Regions from separate parts of the Mus musculus genome. Here regions 2 and 3 are each linked to region 1. The links are chromatin contacts, called in public Hi-C and promoter capture Hi-C maps. All regions are on one chromosome and are shown on one strand. The core of a region is the stretch at or near the end of the contact, and the rest is flanking DNA. Distances in the headings are between cores, read along the strand shown. Region 1 holds the start of 1600012H06Rik (RIKEN cDNA 1600012H06 gene). Region 2 overlaps Afdn (afadin, adherens junction formation factor). Region 3 holds the start of Wtap (Wilms tumour 1-associating protein).

Evidence for each region. Promoter capture Hi-C pulls out the DNA fragments that hold promoters and counts their contacts. A called contact is a pair of places that touch in the nucleus more often than the background predicts.
Region 2: a promoter capture Hi-C map of liver shows a contact between it and region 1, with 3 times the contacts expected there. The contact joins the enhancer-like site here to the promoter of 1600012H06Rik in region 1. A contact is called at or near these places in 6 of 39 promoter capture datasets (the 3T3-L1 cell line, embryonic stem cells, frontonasal cranial neural crest and 2 more).
Region 3: a contact with region 1 is called in a Hi-C map of B cells, with 8 read pairs. The contact joins the promoter of Wtap here to the promoter of 1600012H06Rik in region 1. A contact is called at or near these places in 13 of 39 promoter capture datasets (the C10 cell line, the HPC-7 cell line, cranial neural crest and 7 more), 1 of 484 Hi-C or Micro-C datasets (B cells), 3 of 115 datasets of contacts at active chromatin or transcription factors (astrocytes, embryonic stem cells and large pre-B cells) and 2 of 9 other capture datasets (adipose tissue and liver).

What each region holds. Positions count from the first base shown.
Region 1 is chr17:14,941,893-14,944,650 of GRCm38.p6, forward strand. 1600012H06Rik (RIKEN cDNA 1600012H06 gene) reads left to right here and starts at 1,292. Exons shown (of 2, transcript NM_026451.2): 1 at 1,292-1,427; 2 at 1,675-2,758. The coding sequence starts at 1,721. The coding sequence ends at 2,278. It overlaps Wdr27 (WD repeat domain 27), which reads right to left and starts at 1,232. Exons shown (of 25, transcript NM_175173.3): 1 at 1,205-1,232.
Region 2 is chr17:13,824,283-13,827,094 of GRCm38.p6, forward strand. It overlaps Afdn (afadin, adherens junction formation factor), which reads left to right. Exons shown (of 33, transcript NM_010806.1): 9 at 1,661-1,705. Among named protein-coding and RNA genes, the nearest start is that of Tcte2, 64 kb to the left of the region's middle. Within about 2 kb of position 1,324, at least 10 of the 459 cell types and tissues checked have an H3K27ac peak or open chromatin away from gene starts, as enhancers often do. A contact at or near this core is called in liver, where this site is marked.
Region 3 is chr17:12,990,996-12,993,695 of GRCm38.p6, forward strand. It overlaps Wtap (Wilms tumour 1-associating protein), which reads right to left and starts at 1,264. Exons shown (of 8, transcript NM_001113533.1): 1 at 1,082-1,264.

The sequences.
Region 1 (2,758 bases), core at 42-2,541:
AACCAGGAAAAGTCTCCAGACATGAAATCTAGTCTTAAGAACTGTGTGCATGCTTTCTCCTCCAGCCAAGCAAGATGCCTAAAGGAAAGACAGCCAAGGGAAGAAGGTGACCCTGAGCATCGCCGGTGTCAAGGACCAGGAGGCCAAAAAAGTGGTCAATCCTTAGTTTGAGAAAAGGCCCACGAATTTCGCCATTTGGGAAGGACATCCAGCCCAAAAGAGATCTTACACGCTTCATCAAATGGCCCCGCTACATCATGCTGCAGCGGCAAAGAGCCATCCTCTACAAGCGGCTCAAAGTCCCTCCTGCCATTAACCAGTTCACCCAGGCCCTGGACAGGCAAACAGCTTGCCCACAAGTACAGGCCAGAGACAACGCAAAAGAAGCAAAGGCTACTGGCCCCTGCTGAGAAGAAAGCTGCTGGCAAAGGCGACGTCCCAACTAAGAGACCACCTGTCCATTGAGCAGGAGTCAATATAGTCACCACCTTGGTGGAGAACAAGAAGGCTCAGCTGGTGGTGATTGCCCATGATGTAGACCCCATTGAGCTGGTGGTTTTCCTGCTTGTCCTGCCCAGGTTGGGGCGCCTGGTCCACAGGAAGAAATGCACCACTGTTGCCTTCACATAGGTTAACCCGGAAGACAAGGGTGCTCTGGCTAAGCTGGTGGAAGCTATTAGGATCAATTGTAATCACAGATATAACGAGATCCGTCGCCACTGAGGAGGCAACGTGCTGGGCCCTAAGTCTGTGGCTCGCGTTGCCAAGCTGGAAAAAGCAAAGGCTAAAGAACTCGCCACTAAACTTGATTAAATGTACACTAAGTTTTCTAATTACTAAATTACTTCCCAAAAAAATGTGGGGGGTGGGGTGATGGCAATTGTGGGCTTGGGGGGGGGGGAGGAATCATTTCTTACTAGTAGTTCTCATGTTGAAATTTATATTTCCCTTCTGTCATGGTTTAAGACAAATCCAAAAGTGTCCCTCCCGGTGCTGCCCGCACTCAGGGGCTTGTGCTGCAGGGCTTAGGGAGGCCACTCACGCGCGGCTCTGGGGGCGCGGGAGGAGAAGGCTGGACCGGGCGCGGCTCGGCCCTCCGCCATCCGGGAGCAGGCTTCCCAGTCATCCCCTCAAGGGAGCTTGTCGCAAGCTGCAATCCCTGGCAGCCTCACCGACCGTCCAGCCCACTTTCCCCGGAACTCACCGACCACGCCAGCCGCGTCGCTATGGTTACGGGGGAAAGCTGCTCTATTCTCGCGAGAGCCTGGCGTTACCTCACTTCCGGTCCCTTAGGCCGGAGTTGGTTCCCAAAAGCCCTCGCTTCCGGAGTACCACACTTCCGGGCGCGGCCTCTTTTCCGCCAGCTGGGGCGAGTTCCAGGCTGAGCCCGGGTGCTGCGGGTGCTGCGTGGCCTGCGGGGCGTGGCGGTGAGTTCGGGGTTGGCGACCTCGCTATTCTCCAGACACCTGCGCCCCCAGGGGCCTGTCCTAAGGTCCCTCTTACCGCTTCCCTCTTCCCACCCGCCTCCTCTGCTCCTCCCTCTCTGCTGTTCCCTACTCTTTATCCCTTCTCTCCTTCCCCTTCCCCACCGTCGGTTCCCGGGACCCAGGTGCACGAATCTTGGTCTGCGTGGACGAGCACCTCGGGTCACGCCTGTCACCCGTACCTTCCCAGCACAGCGACTGCAGATGAGGGAGTCCCCGAGTTGAGTGCCCCAGCGATGGCTACTCCCTGGAGGCGCGCCCTGTTGATGATCCTGGCGTCCCAGGTGGTGACCCTGGTAAAATGTTTGGAAGACGACGACGTCCCGGAGGAGTGGCTCCTTCTGCACGTGGTCCAGGGCCAAATAGGAGCCGGGAATTACAGCTACTTGCGGTTGAACCATGAGGGTAAAATTATTCTCAGGATGCAGAGCCTGAGAGGGGATGCGGACCTGTACGTGTCGGACAGCACTCCGCACCCGAGCTTCGACGACTATGAGCTGCAGTCTGTCACTTGCGGCCAGGATGTGGTCTCTATACCGGCACACTTCCAGCGACCGGTCGGGATAGGAATTTATGGACACCCCTCTCACCATGAGAGCGACTTTGAGATGAGGGTATACTATGACAGAACTGTGGATCAGTACCCATTCGGAGAGGCTGCCTATTTCACTGACCCAACAGGAGCCAGTCAGCAGCAGGCTTACGCTCCAGAAGAGGCAGCCCAAGAGGAGGAATCAGTTCTCTGGACGATATTGATTAGCATTTTGAAACTGGTGCTTGAAATTCTCTTCTGATCCCTTGAATATGCTGGAGCACAAACCCTTATTTTCACAGAGCGATTACAGTTTGCTGCGAACCTAGCTACTTGACCTGGTGAAACTCTGGTTACTTTTTTCTAGACTAGGATGGAAAAATAAAGCCATACAGTTTTGTTACCTCAGTTTACTCCCCAAGCAGGAAAAGCAGCAAGCACAATATTTTAGAGATTAAAATTCCTATAAAAAGGAGTCTGCTCAATAAAATGTTTAAATGCATTTTGGTTAGTCAGGTGAGTAAGAAGATTACAGTAACAGGCTGTATAAATCAGATTAAACTTTACTGCTGGTGCAGAAGTTGATGACTGTAGAATTTATAGACATTTAAATGAAGTACAGCACTTCGAGTTTTAAAGTCTTTAACATTTTAAAGCCAGGTGGAAAATGCAGTGACAGGTTCGCTCTTCCCAGAGCCTCTGCACAGTAGGGGTATGGTACCTGATACCCAAGCAAGCTCTC
Region 2 (2,812 bases), core at 74-2,573, 1.1 Mb before region 1:
TGTGGTTCCTTGGGCAGGTTTTTCCAACTCTCTCCTTCAGGTTTCAGTGTTCATTTTTATTTCTAAGGCTGCTTCGGTTTTTCCCAGCTGGCTATTATAATTAACTAGAGATTAGATATGTTCTTTGTGGTTCAACAGTCTTAGGAGATAGCTGAGATACACCGATGCTGAATAGAATAGTAAAGTGTGAAAGCCACTCTAATTTATGGCCAAGGCCGTGTGGTTCTTAGGGTAGTAGTTTCATATTTATTATGTTTGAGGACCTGTATTCATTGCTAGGCAGTTTGTGAAGAATTATTGGTGCTACTTTGTCCTCAATTCTCTGACTAGGAGTTCACTGTTAGTCAGAGATGTTCTGTGATGTAAGGACATGGTGCCTGTTTACCTGAAGGAAGGAAGAGAAATGGTGAAAATGCCATTGGGTTTTAACTGAAAACTTTGAGGGTCTTTTTCAAGGATGGGTCTGTCCATCAAAATGTTGCATTGGTTGGAGAACTTATGTGTGGTAGTTTGAGAGTCTTAGTTGTTAGCAGTTGACAGTAATCTTTAAATGTATAGTAGAAAATAGACTTTGGTAGACAGCAGAGAGGCTACATCAGACACCATTCTGGGCTTCAGACATAGAGTGGTAACAGCATAGATTGGCCCAACCCTCGTATCTAATGACTGCTTCCATGGTTTGCTTAATTTTTACTTGTCTGTCAGATAACCGCATGCATTTAATGTTTTGTGTTTCAAAGATGGCAGACCCTGGATAAAGGTCAGTTCTGTCCTACTTTTCATCAAATGCTAGCAACAACACAGTTGCATATTCACCAGTACCTTTCTTAGCACTTGGTTACCTTCAGGCAACATTTATCGAGCTCCTATGTAAGCAGATCAATGGATATGAAGATAGCTAAGAAAGACTGTCTCTGATAGCAGGTAATGAACTCAGTTTAATTTCAGTGCCTCTCCAGATCCACACTCCCTTCTAAGTCTCTGGGCTGCTTGTGAGAGCTACCTTCATATCCAAAATGAGGAAACATTGTTTTTGTCCTAAGGGTGGTAGGTTTGCTGGTAGGGCCTGAGTGCTAGAATAAGGTCTTTGTTGCCTCAGAGCTGTGTCACTTTGCATTATGAGAAATATTCATGCATATTGATATGTTATGGGTGGATAAGGACTATATTTGCATTAGGCACATTGTCAGTTAAGTGTGTGCCCTCAATGTGGAAGACTGGGAGGTATTGGCAGGAATTTTCAGAGGTGCAGGTGTGTTTACAGGATTACAGAAGAATGGAAGCCAGGGTACTGATTCTCTTGTGTGTTGGATTTGAATGTGCCCTTTAAACGGAGGGAGCCAGCCAAGTGGGGTGGTAACCTATAAGGTTAACTCACTGTTAACACAAGCTGTCCTGCTGCTTGGTGACTCACCTGTTACCCCGCTGTTTTCCTTAACAGTCTGCACTGGTTTCTAAAACACTGACTGGGTCTACTGTAGTCTTTTCCCCACAGCTCTGAATGCTGGTGGGTAAAATGTGCCAGTTCTTCCTTTGAAGCATCTTACTGAAGCTCACCCTTTGCATCTCTTCTCCTCCTTCCCTCTTCCACCTGTTCTGCATGGTCTCTGTCCTGCTGATGCTGCCTTCACCTGGGTCCTGGCATGTCTCTTAATCCCAGGGAGAAGGAATCACTTTGCCTACTACAGCTATCACACTTACGAAGGTAATGCTCTGCTTATACTACTTTTGTAATTGGGGCACTAACAGGACCTCCTAGGTGAACAATGTTGACTGAGCAGACACTGTATGTGTAAGAAGTGTAACATGCTGGCTTTCTATTCATATCTATTTAGTGTTCTGTGTCCAGAACCCAGATTATTTATTGGAAGCCCCCACCTCCCCTTTTAAATGCTTATTTTCCCAAGTTCCCTCTGGGAAGTGAATGCAGACACAGGATTGAGTGCAGACTTGTAGCATGCAAGCAAAGGGCCATTAAATGCTCTTGAGCTGTGTTATGGCCTGTGTCCCTTTCATCTTAAAGAACATCTCATCCCAAAATTTGAAATGCTTTAAGTGCTGACGTGAAACCAGAAGCTCATGTAGTGAGTGACCTCATGTAATGGATGTAGTTATCACCCAGGCACCCGAAATATGTTTGATGCAGTTTCCTGTAAGGCTGTGTATTTAGCTGTATATTAGATGGTCATAGAATTTATATTTAAACATAAGTTCCAACACCACAATTTGTAGTATATTAAATATTTGTCAGTATGTCACAATCTGAGGGAAAATTGCATTATGAAACTTGGCTAGGGTTTTGGTAGCCTATTGTATCTGCCCTGAGTCGGATTATGGCTGGCCTATAGCACTTCAGATATCCTAATTTTCCACTGGAGAGGCACTCAGGTGCTATGGACTATGTAGAGTGCTCCCTGGAGGTGGAAGACAGTTGGAATGGAGGTTGAAGGAACATCCATAATACTCCTGCTTGTGACCATCAGCTTCCAGTCTAGAGATGGAGGTGGGTTGCCATGGGGAGAGAGGTCAGAGGCACCAAACTTCCAGCCATTCTCATTTGCCAGCCTCCCTCTGCTTGGACTAGATGTTCTGTTACCCACTGGTCCTATAGTCATTAGCTTCTCTGTACTCTATATAAGGTTGTCTCTGGCTTCTGCTGTAGTGAAGTGTAGGAAGAAAGGAGAGACTGGGAACGCAGCCCTGTCTGTTGGTGTCATAAAGTATAGTGTCCCTCTGTAAGTTGCAGAAGAATAGTAATGTAAATACTGCTCTAATAGACATGTCTTTCATGTTCTTGTGGTTTTAACTCACA
Region 3 (2,700 bases), core at 14-2,513, 2.0 Mb before region 1:
CAAGAGCCATCATTCCGGTGCTGGAAGAGAAACTGCTGAGCCAACTCTCCAGTCCCAAAGCTCAAACATAAGCTAAAGGGAAAGAAAGGTAGAATTTGTAGTAACTGATCTGTGACTTCCACCTATCTTTCCAAACAATAAAATTAACTAAATGAAAAGGCTAGGGTAGAGCGTGAAAACGATGAAAAAGGCGTAAATAAAACGTAGAGGATTATAACATGCTCCTTGAAGCTTTAACAGGCTCACCGATCTTTACAACCAGCTTACAGTGTATTCTTAGTCCTTTGGGGTCAAATTAACTGACTTCCTCATTCTCAAACCAAGAACTGTGGGCTCGGGGAATTGCTGAACGGCAGAAGGCTGGCCTAGCGTGCATGCACAAGGCCTAGCCGCCCCCCACGCCCATAAAACATGTACACAGAGAGGAAAACTTAGGTCTTGTTCTACCGTGCACCCGCTGTCTTATGCAAAACAATTTTAAATACGGTCAAATCAGCCATACAGAAATCCAAAACTAGACTAGAAGTTCACGAAAAATTCCACTAAGCTGTCAAAAAAAAAAAAAAAAAAGAACTACTCTCACAATGCATGCACTTATGTAAAAATGGAAGTCCACAGGTGAACGTGGTTGCAAAGACAAGCTACTACGTGGTACGGAATTGTTTTTAACAAAAAAAAAACCCAAAAAACAAAACAGAATGCTTCACTTGTGCCATACAGAACTGTGGGTACCTCTGGGTCCCCGGTGACGAACCCTGGAAGGTGGGAGGGGGCGACAGAGGCGGGGAAAGGACCGGCATGGCCAGTCAGCCCCGAGAGGGCGGCCTCCGGCCTCCCCGCCTCCCCGGCCGCGGGAACGCCCGCCCTGTCCCCTGCCGTCAGGGACGGAAGTAGAATGGCCGCGAAGCGGTGCAAGGATCCCCACGGGCAGCAAACCGCTCTGCCTAACGGGAAACCTGCACGGCCGCAGGCCCGGTCGCCCTTCCGGCCCGGAGTGCATTTCCCCGGGTCTAGGGCGGCCGCGCCTCGCTCCCCGGCCCCACAGGCCCTCGTGGCCATTCCCGCTGCGGGCTGCACCTACCTTCCCAGCCCGAGGCTGCGCGGGCGCCGCCAGTCACACAGGCCGAGGCCGCGCCGCCGCCGGCCCCCCCGCGCTCCTCCCGCCGCAGCGCTGGCGAGAACCTTTATTTGCGGGTCTCGCAGCCACAAAATGGCGCTGAGGGAGGAAAGCCGGCCCTGCCGCCGGCCCCGCCCCGCCCGGACTGCGCCCCGCCCCGAGCGCGCCGCGGAGACCCCGCCCGTGGCCCACTCACCCGAGACGCGCCTCTCGGGCGCCTCCTCGGTCACCGCGCCGGGCGCCTCTGGAGAGAAGGGGCGAGGGGCGGCCGGCTCGGCCCCGCTCGGGACCTCGGGGCGCGGAGAGGCAGCGGCACTACGCCGCCGCCGCACGGAGACAGTCCGCGGAAGCCCGCACCGGCCCCGTCGGGGCTCTGCAAGCTCAGCGGGGCTGGGAAGGGAAGCGGCCGGAGAGAAGGGCGGGCCCGCGAGGTCGGAGGTCACCCGCGAGGCATCTCGGGACGACGGCCGCTGCCGGACAAGCTCGGCGGGGCCACCTGCGGCTGCTGCGCGGCCTGGGCGGAGGAATCCGAGCCGACAAGCGCGTGATTGGCTCTTCCAGGCAGTCTCACAGCTCAGGATGCTTCCGCGCATCGTGCCGGAACGGGGAGACAGCGGCTTCATGCTTAAGCGCCCCTCGTTTTAAGTTGGGGGCGGGGGAGGGGGACTTAGAAGCCGTCGCCGTTCTTGGGGCCGCCGGCTTTGCCCCGGGGCGTCTTTGGGTTTGAGTCGAGGAGCCAGGAGGCTGCGCGTGTGGGCAGACTGGAAGCCCCGGGAAGGCAGCCGGGTGAGGGTTCTGGAGTACTCTAGCAAGAACAGCGGTGCTCGGCAGTCTCTTCAGCACTTCCCAGATGGGACAGTCATATTTAGGCTTAGTCGGTTTTATGAGCCCGGTTAATCCCCAGCGTAGGTGCCCTGCCTGAGATCATTTATAAGGATACAGTTACAGTAGAGACCAGATGCCACCACTAGGTAGTTTACATCGCAGGGTCCTTGGAAAACTAAAGAAAATGGAGAAGGACGTGAACAGATGGTTCACAGATCCTTAAAATATTCCATAGAAGGAGGATCAACTTTGTTTATAATGGAAATATACATTGAAATCCTGTTTCCTGGTGAGGATGCAGACATTAATAGTTATGTGTTACTTTGGAATGAGTCCTGGCTTGAGTGAATAAAGCAAGGTGTAGAAATACATATACACATATATGTAGGCACATATCGAGAAAATGGAAGAATATTGCAGAAACTTAATAGTTACTCAAAAGAGGGTAATGGCTGTAGGAGATAAAGGTAGAAACAGCAAGACTTGTGAGTTTTCAAAACTTATGAAACGAATAGGTAAAACAAGAAAATCCCTCCAGAGTCCAAAACAAATTGAAAGGAATCAATTCAAATTAAAATTGATAGCGGAACTGAAAGATACACAAAAGAAAGAATATAGCTGCAGTGTTTGAATTTCATGCTCTGGCTCTGTGCCTACAGAGGGCTCTGTCCTAGATACCTAAGAATCACTCAGTTTCACTAAGTGATTTGTAGTTATAACATTGTTGCTATGGTTTTGAAGTTACATATATTGTAGTA